3 separate regions of the Mus musculus genome follow, and all the other regions are linked to region 3. Evidence: chromatin contacts called from public ChIA-PET and HiChIP or PLAC-seq data. All regions are on one chromosome and are shown on one strand. Each heading gives the region's core, a stretch centred on a gene start, on an enhancer-like site or on the middle of the called end of the contact. The rest is flanking DNA. Distances are from core to core; before and after follow the strand shown. Region 1 overlaps Rsu1 (Ras suppressor protein 1). Region 2 overlaps Rsu1 (Ras suppressor protein 1). Region 3 has its middle 20 kb from the start of Mindy3.

Region 1 (2,700 bases), core at 133-2,632, 790 kb after region 3:
CATACACATGCAGAGAGACACACACAGACACATACCATGAACACACAATAACCAATAAAAATGTAAACGTAAGTATTCTGGATGCTGCAATAAAGAATGTAAATGTGGTGTTATTTCGTTACACTCTAGGCTTTTACAGCCTTTCTTTGAAAGAGTAAAGAGTAGTGAAGAGTACTAAGTTAGCTCGTTCCTACAAGGAAGATAAAGAAATGCTACCAACAACAGGATAATACGTGAAAATAAGCAAGGCTTCTCAGGATATATAACAGGAGCGATCTAACCATTCTAGAAAAGACGGACAGGTAGCATTTTCTGCAGCCTGAATGACGCCAACACTACAGAGTCTGTGTGGAATTGCTGGTGAAAGTCAAGTCACAGAGCCAGCCGTCAATCCTTACCCAACACAACTAGAGACCAGCCCCATATTCCGACCAGATGCAGTGTCCAGACTCCTTACATATGTGCTGTTCCTACAGCAAACCAGGAATCCTACCTAGCCTTAGGTGCCATTTCAATGACTCCATGTAAAAAAGAGATCTTAACTCTCACATGATTCTGGAAATTTTATATGCAAATAAAAAAGGTCATTTGTACTTAGGGTGATTAATTACCTTTGCTTTCTGGCCAAAAACACACGGTGAATAATGAAGTGATTATATATTACTGTTCGAGTTTGAAGTTTGAACTAATCATGTTGTGCTTCACAGATTTTATGGGATTTTCTCCAAAGCAGCTATTAAAGCAGTGAATTACGGTAGTTATAGGTTATTTAAAAACATAAAGTTTATGAAACACTGAAGCAAGTTTTCTTTTAACAGGTTTTAGATGGCCCTCAAGGTAAAAGTAAAAATTCGCCAATTATCTAAGCCCCTACCTTAATAAAGGCCACCATCTCCCCAAATATTATTAGACATACAGGTAACTAAAGTAATTCTACCTGTGGCTAATCAACAAGTATTTGCTGAGCATGAGTGCCCAAGGGCACACATGTTTCATGGGCCTCCTTAGGATTCTGCAGCTTAAATAGTTTTATGAACCACAAAACCACAAAAACAAAACAAAACAAAAAAAAAAAAATCCTGAGTTAACCACTGCACAGACACACAACTGTGGTGTCACCCTCTTACCAACTACAAAGCGAACAATCAGTTATATAAAAATTAGAAGGAAATTGTAACAAACAAGCAATAAAGTGGGTTTGTAATATGAAGCCAAACAGGCAAAAATGTACGTCCCTGAGCTACAAAAAGGGCATGCACAACCACACGCAACTCCTAAAGATATGACGGGTGTGAACTGCCTCCCTTCTGAGCAGACACAATTTGACTGGCACCTAGAGTCTGCATTAGCTTAGCAGAAAAGAAATATGTTCCTAATCACACGTGGTGTGGTTTTGGTTCCCCACTAACTCAGTCACACATCAGCAGCTAGCTTTGCCTGGGGAGCTGGTTGGGACCATCACATCCAAAGGAGGAGAAACGGCTCTGGAAGCCGGGGAGAGGAAGTGACGTCCAGTGAAACGGAAGATCAGGACAGACATCCTGCTTCAAAAAATACCTCGAAAGTTTAGAAAGACGAAGAGAAACAAGAGACAAAAATTAAAAAGACACACATCCTCCATCAACAGAGGAAGCAAGCTTGGGGCGTAAACAACCTGCTCAGCCTCTTTGATGTGTATGCTTTATTATATGTAATACACTATAATAGTATAGTTAATATAATGTAGTATATGAACACATGTATGTTCAGGTGTGATTATGAACAATAAGCGGCAGATAACACTTAATTAAGTCCAACCGTCAGCACTTGCTCAGAGCACCGTTTGCCCACATTTCTGCCTTTCTTTACAACTGAGAATGACCACGGAGAGGCCGCATGGGGTGCTCTGCCTATCAGACCATGTGCTTAGAGGCTGAGGAAAGGGGTCATTCCGTGAACAGGGAAGAGAGGGGAGGTGACGAAGATGGCCAGAGACAGAACAAGACACACAAACCACCCTCCAACCTTGGCAAGTCTGCCTGGTCTAACGGAAACAAAGATCAGAGCCACAGAAGTGTTCGGTCCATTAAGCACTGGGTTTCCCTTGCCTGGAACAGTTAAAGTGCACACATAAATCACTTAAAGAAGTAGCCAGGGGAGATGGCAGTGCAGAGGCTCAGGGTGCAGAAGATCAGAACCTCTGACTCTGATTATTTAACCACGTTAAGTGTAATTCCTCCACTTAACAGAGGGTACAGTTTGATGAATGCTATCTCTCGCCTTGCTTAATTCTCAGTTAACTCCACATGTGGGGTGCTGTCCCCCACAGCCTGATGAGCTGTGGGGAGCCTTCTGTTTTACACACCACATGGTCGTGGTTTATTTTGAAGGGGAAGAGGGCCTCACAGAAACAAGGGGAGTTCATCTAAGCTTTCTGACGGACGGCATAGGAGCTATGACTTCAGAGATGAAAGTGGTAACATAAAGAGAAGAAGGAACATAGAGGTGAGGAGAAAGGATACTGAAAATAAAAATTATGAAAAAAAATCAAACAAAAGACAGTTCAGACTGAATAGAAAATCAAAATTCTGTCAACAGTTAATTAATCACACCAGGACAAGTCTGTCCTACTGGACTGAGTAACAGAGAAAGCGAAAGTGGTCACAAGAATTTTATTACTTAAAAATTAATATATATGTATATATGTATAGGCACATTCCA
Region 2 (2,700 bases), core at 72-2,571, 690 kb after region 3:
CCACAAAACACTCATTTGGTCATGTGTCCACTATTTTGGTCATATGCTCACTGGCTCTCACAGGTCCTACATTAAGAACACGTCCACTTTGCATGCCTTGATCTGTGATTTGTTGCAAGACTGGCCCTTCAGCTGGACCCTGGGCCTTGCCCTCTGCTCCCTACACAACTAACCCTCCAGTGCCAGGCTTCTCAGCTGAGTTGTTTCTGGAGCAGGCCTGAGATTGCCCCAACCTCTGGTTTTCCATGCCCTACAAAGTCTTAGGGCTCCTTGAGGAGCTCCTTTGCTCTCTTGTGAGTTCAGTGCCATATTTATAAAATCCTATTCTCTGACTTGTAGCTAGCTATCCAAGTAGTAAATAGGCTTTTAGAGACTCAGAGTCCCATAAATTACCATTTCTATGATTGCTTTTTCTTTCAGACACCCACAAAATGGTGTCTTTCCTTTTCAGTAGGAGCCTCTTCCAGGTGGCTAAAAGTATCTGTCCAGGGAAGACTTTATACAATGTAACTTTTCTGGAAATCAATGTAACTTTTCTGGAAATCATATAGTTTATGCCAAAATTCATTCTGTTTTGCCTCAGATACTGATCAGATATGGAAGCTCAGACATCACTTTACCCCTGGGCTCACAGTATCTATGGCTACCATGCCTCCCTGAGAAAACTGGTGAATTTCCAAGTGAATTTCTGATGGGCTCAAGCAACCTGTAAATATCGTAATCATGGTAAAATTTAATCCTAGATTTATAAGTGCATTTTTGGTGGCTTGCAACCCATTTGTAGACACGTTGGGATGTAGGGAGGGCGAAGAAGCCTTAAAAGAGAACATGGCCGAAGCTCCATTTCTGCTTAAAGCAAAGAAGCTTTCAGACTTCAATCAGTTAGATTCTCTCTGATCGTTCATATGCTGATTCATACAGACTTGTTTTTAATTAAAGAGAAAATTGGGCTTCATTTTTGTCCTGCCATCTTAAAAATTAAAAGATAACATCATCAAAGAATCAAGCTCAAGATGACATTAAATACTCTGTGAAGTTGAGGATGAGATTAAATTTGACTCAAATCCACAACTGACGGAGCGAGAATTAGTCAGTAGTAATAATACTTGGAGGGGGGCAACCCTCCACAATCCTTCAGTAAGAAATAACTTCTCGACGTCTGAAAGGATGGGAGCATGTTTTCTTGGTATAAAAACAGAAAGGAGACAGAAATAATGTTTAGAGAAGCCCATTCATGCCTCAGACCGTTGCTCTGCTTCACGGTGCCTAACTCCCGGAAATAGCTTCCAACCAGATCTGTATGTGCCATGGCAGCCTGGCAGACAGAGTTAGCTGTGCAGTGATAAATTTATTCAGGACAGTCCATTCAAAGCCTTCCGTTTCTAAACAAGGGTGCTGCACGTTTGCGCACGCCAGGGGGGAGGGGTCATTCGTCGTGCTGAGGATTGTTCTGCCCACCTCCCTCGTCTCCTGCCCTCAGAGTGAAGAGAGAAGTCTTTATTCTGAAAAGATGAAGGGACTGAACATAAAGATGGATGACTACTTAAGGTTATAATTTGCTTATTTGAGTATCTACTTTCTTCAATTGAAGGAGCTGCATCAAATCTCTTTGAACATTTTCTCCTAATGCTCTTGATAATGGGTCAAAAATATTCTTCAATTAAGCCTCAAAACCACTCTGTGGAACAAGCCCGGGACTATTATCTCCCCATTGTGTGGTACAGGAGACTCTCTCTGTAGGCTGGGAGGATGTACCGACAGCCAGAAAGGTCACGGGGAGAGCTATTCACTGTGCAGAACAACAACCTGTGTCGTCAGCAAGCAAAGGTCACCACTGGTCTTTCTTAGGTGCCCACATGGTCGCCTAGCAAAATACAGAAGACACAGGAATCCACTGTATACACCCGATAAATGGGTGTGACGACAATCTTTTCACTTTAACCTTGAATACAAAGCGGCAGTGGCCAAGAGGGACGCTGCTAATCGCATGCTGTTTAACAGATGAACCCCACAGCTCTTCTGATTCCCACTCAGGGACAAGTGAGCCCCAGAGCCAGGCACAGCCTAGTTACTGCCTCCAAGAGACCGATCGGGTAGCAGTGGGACCTTTACCAGGGGTGACAGGCAAAAGGGGTGCATTCAAAGAAAAGTAGTTCGTTCAACTCTTATATGCCCCAGGCACCAGGGTTAAATTTACCTCCACGAACACTGTTTATGGTCTCAACAGTGACCTTCCCTTTATTGGGAATTTTATAGAATCCACTAAAATATACAGCTCAGAAGCATCAAATGCAGCTCCTTTAAGACATGACTGTTTTATAAGGAAGAAAGGCTTCATTTTAATCTTAGACATTTACGAGGTCCCCAGGGAAATTCTAGAGACTCCAAGGCATATATTCCTCCTGTGTCCTCCTTCCTGCTGGTACAACTACTGGTATACCACTCATACAGAGATGTTTTTCTGCCCTGAGGGCGGAGCAAAGTGCAGATTCTTGATTATGCAGAGAGCCAGAGGTGGAAGATCAATCAATAGTGACTAGAAGACCAAGCCAAAGGAGTATGGAAGTATTTTATATTAGCCAACACTACCTGCCACATCTTAGCTCCTTAAACAACACCACATGTAGTTCAGTGGTTGCTTCTTGTGATTAAGCTAGTGTTTTGTTGCAGTCTGTGGACTATGCTGTGTGCCAGGATAGC
Region 3 (2,700 bases), core at 53-2,552:
AATTTGAATTTAGTGAAAAATGAATAAAAGCATCAGTTGGCTCTGTAAGCACCTCATCCTTAAAGAGTATCTGGTTACTGCCTTTGCTTTGTAACAAGATTTGATTTAGGAGTTTGAAAATGTATGTGCTCAAATTACATTATAAAATAATTGTATCCTTCCAGTACAAAATTGTAGAAACTGTAGGACATGTGAATGTTCTTTTGTCTAAAGAGAAATTAATAGCCTCCAAATAAAACAAACAAAAATAAGATTTTAGTAGGCTGCTAAATATTCTGATATTTGCTTTAATATTTTTAGGTTATAGTAAATCTTATTTTTTTCCTCTTGTGATTTTTAAAATATTGCTGTGTGCTAGAAATAAAAAGACCTCTAGGTTTTTTTTTCCATCCTGAGAAAACAAAGATCTATCCAGTTCATACTTACATTTCTTCTTATTCAAATGCCACATGAAACTCAAGAAGAACGAAGACCGAAGTATGGACACCTTGCCCCTTCTTAGAATTGGAAACAATCACCCATGGAAGGAGTTACAGAGACAAAGTTTGGAGCTGAGACAGAAGGATGGACCATCTAGAAACTGCCATCCAGGGATCCATCCCATAATCAGTCCCCAAACGCTGACACCATTGCATACACAAGCAAGATTTTGCTGAAAGGACCCTGATATAGCTGTCTCTTGTGAGACTATGCTGGGGCCTAGCAAACACAGAAGTGGATGTTCACAGTCAGCTATTGGATGGATCACAGGGCCCCAATGGAGGAGCTAGAGAAAGTACCCAAGGAGCTAAGGGGATCTGCAACCCTATAGGTGGAACAACATTATGAGCTAACCAGTACCCTCCGGAGCTTGTGTCTCTAGCTGCATATATATCAGAAGATGGCCTAGTCGGCCATCAGTGGAAAGAGAGGCCCATTGGTCTTGCAAACTTTATATGCCTGGGAACACCAGGGCCAAGAAGTGGGAGTGGGTGGGTAGGGGAGTGGGGGGGGAGGGTATGGGGGACCTTTGGGATAGCATTGGAAATGTAAATGAAGAAAATACCTAATAAAATTTTTTTTAAAATGTAACATTGATCTTAGCTGTGCCAGATAATTCTTTGTAGTCAAGTGCTCCCAGGAACAACACAGTGGAGATGGCTTTCATGTTGCTGCAAGATACATGCTTGGGGTTGTTTACCCCATCTTCCTGGCCATAAAGAGAGCACAGAGAAAAGTGCAGAAGCCCTATCCTGCTCAGACCTCTATCCTCCCTCCCTACAGAAACAGGAAACGAGGTTTGTTTAAGGAGGGTTTTCAAAGCCACAGTGTGAGCACAGAAGACTAAGAAGCAGCTGGCACAAGTCATAGAGAGACTGCTTGAGGTATCGTGTAATGATTCTTGGGGATTTCAGAAACCATTAGATCTTCTAAACTAATTAGTCCTGTGTTGTTGATTTGGGTGATCTGAAAAACAGCAATGGAAAACAATGTATTTCTTTAGCAAGCCCAGAAATGTCAACAGTCGCAATACCAAGACAGGGTCCAAACTAATTTTAGAAGCAGTTTGGATCCATTAGATGAACAGGTAAGCATATAGAAAATTCAGTCACAAAACAGATGAATAAGATATATCGAGAATCAGAAACCTGAGCTATGGGGTATAAATTACATAATGTAATCAACACATTGGACACATTTTACTAATAAAGTGTGTGATAATCTTAAAGTCACTCTCTTTAACTTTACTAAGTTAGGATTTATTTTCAAATTTTCTTGCTACTGAGCTCTTTGAAAGTTCTTGTTTCACAATTGAGTTTTCAGAAGTTACACTCAAAGGAAACATTAGAACACCCACTAAGAAGTCTCTGCAAGTCATGTGCTCTCTTGTTACACAATGTGTATGGGCAGATTGAACTTCAACTGCCACTAGCCATGCTTACTTCCTGGCAGAGTGGGGGAAGGAATTTAGAGAAAGAAGCAATAGAAGGAATAGTTCAAATGTCATTTTTATTATGGCAGAGACATTGAAGATTGTGTATTGCTCTCTATGAACTGTACCACAATACTTCTCTGTCTTCATTGCAGTGACATACAGGAGCAGAATATCTTTGACTTTCATATCTGGAATTTTTTTTTCTAATTGAATTGACATATCAGGAATGAGAAATACGCTTTTGCTGGACATAAAGAGAGTGAAAGAAAATTCCAGATGTCTTTTGTTAACATTCTTATGTGCCACTGTACTCTGAATATCAGGTTCTAATCCAACTTGTTTGGGGTGATAGACTGTATTCTCATCCACTCATCCATCCAGGGCTGGAGAGATGGCTCACTGAGTAAGGCTACTCAATCTGAATGCATGGGGATCTGAGTTAGAAACCCCAGGACCTATATAGAATGACAGACATGGCTGCACGAGCCTGTAACCCCTGCAGTGAGCACCTGAGGCAGGCTGATCCTGAAAGCTTCATGGCTAGCCATCCTATGTGAAACAGGAAAGCTGTGCTTCAGCAAGTGTGGTCTTTTGTTGTTGTTTGTTTGTTTGTTTGCTTGTTTTTATTTTTTACACAAATCAATTGAGAAAAGTGGATATAGATATTATATACATGTGTTACAGTTAATAACTGAAGTTCATGTAACTTACATAAAAGATAAAAGGCAAGAGCTTCACTTGCTATGGCTTAAGGTCATAGAAGGGGTTGTGGATCTGCAAGATGA

Evidence for each region. ChIA-PET counts read pairs in DNA pulled down with a chosen protein or histone mark. HiChIP or PLAC-seq counts read pairs in DNA pulled down with a chosen protein or histone mark.
Region 1: an RNA polymerase II ChIA-PET map of memory CD8 T cells shows a contact between it and region 3, with 17 read pairs. The contact joins two enhancer-like sites. A contact is called at or near these places in 8 of 39 promoter capture datasets (the 3T3-L1 cell line, 3T3-L1-derived adipocytes, HPC-7-derived erythroid cells and 4 more), 2 of 15 datasets of contacts at CTCF or cohesin (the NIH/3T3 cell line and pro-B cells), 29 of 484 Hi-C or Micro-C datasets (the C2C12 cell line, CD4 T cells, CD8 T cells and 20 more), 10 of 115 datasets of contacts at active chromatin or transcription factors (CD8 T cells, T-cell acute lymphoblastic leukemia, acute myeloid leukemia and 5 more) and 1 of 9 other capture datasets (liver).
Region 2: a contact with region 3 is called in an H3K27ac HiChIP or PLAC-seq map of thymic regulatory T cells, with 6 times the contacts expected there. The contact joins two enhancer-like sites.

What each region holds. Positions count from the first base shown.
Region 1 is chr2:13,232,064-13,234,763 of GRCm38.p6, forward strand. All of the region lies in intron 3 of Rsu1 (Ras suppressor protein 1), which reads right to left. Among named protein-coding and RNA genes, the nearest start is that of Rsu1, 38 kb to the right of the region's middle. Within about 2 kb of position 1,383, at least 31 of the 459 cell types and tissues checked have an H3K27ac peak or open chromatin away from gene starts, as enhancers often do. A contact at or near this core is called in CD8 T cells and memory CD8 T cells, where this site is marked.
Region 2 is chr2:13,128,175-13,130,874 of GRCm38.p6, forward strand. All of the region lies in intron 8 of Rsu1 (Ras suppressor protein 1), which reads right to left. Among named protein-coding and RNA genes, the nearest start is that of C1ql3, 120 kb to the left of the region's middle. Within about 2 kb of position 1,322, at least 31 of the 459 cell types and tissues checked have an H3K27ac peak or open chromatin away from gene starts, as enhancers often do. A contact at or near this core is called in thymic regulatory T cells, where this site is marked.
Region 3 is chr2:12,438,444-12,441,143 of GRCm38.p6, forward strand. No RefSeq gene overlaps it. Among named protein-coding and RNA genes, the nearest start is that of Mindy3, 20 kb to the left of the region's middle. Within about 2 kb of position 1,303, at least 55 of the 459 cell types and tissues checked have an H3K27ac peak or open chromatin away from gene starts, as enhancers often do. A contact at or near this core is called in CD8 T cells, memory CD8 T cells and thymic regulatory T cells, where this site is marked.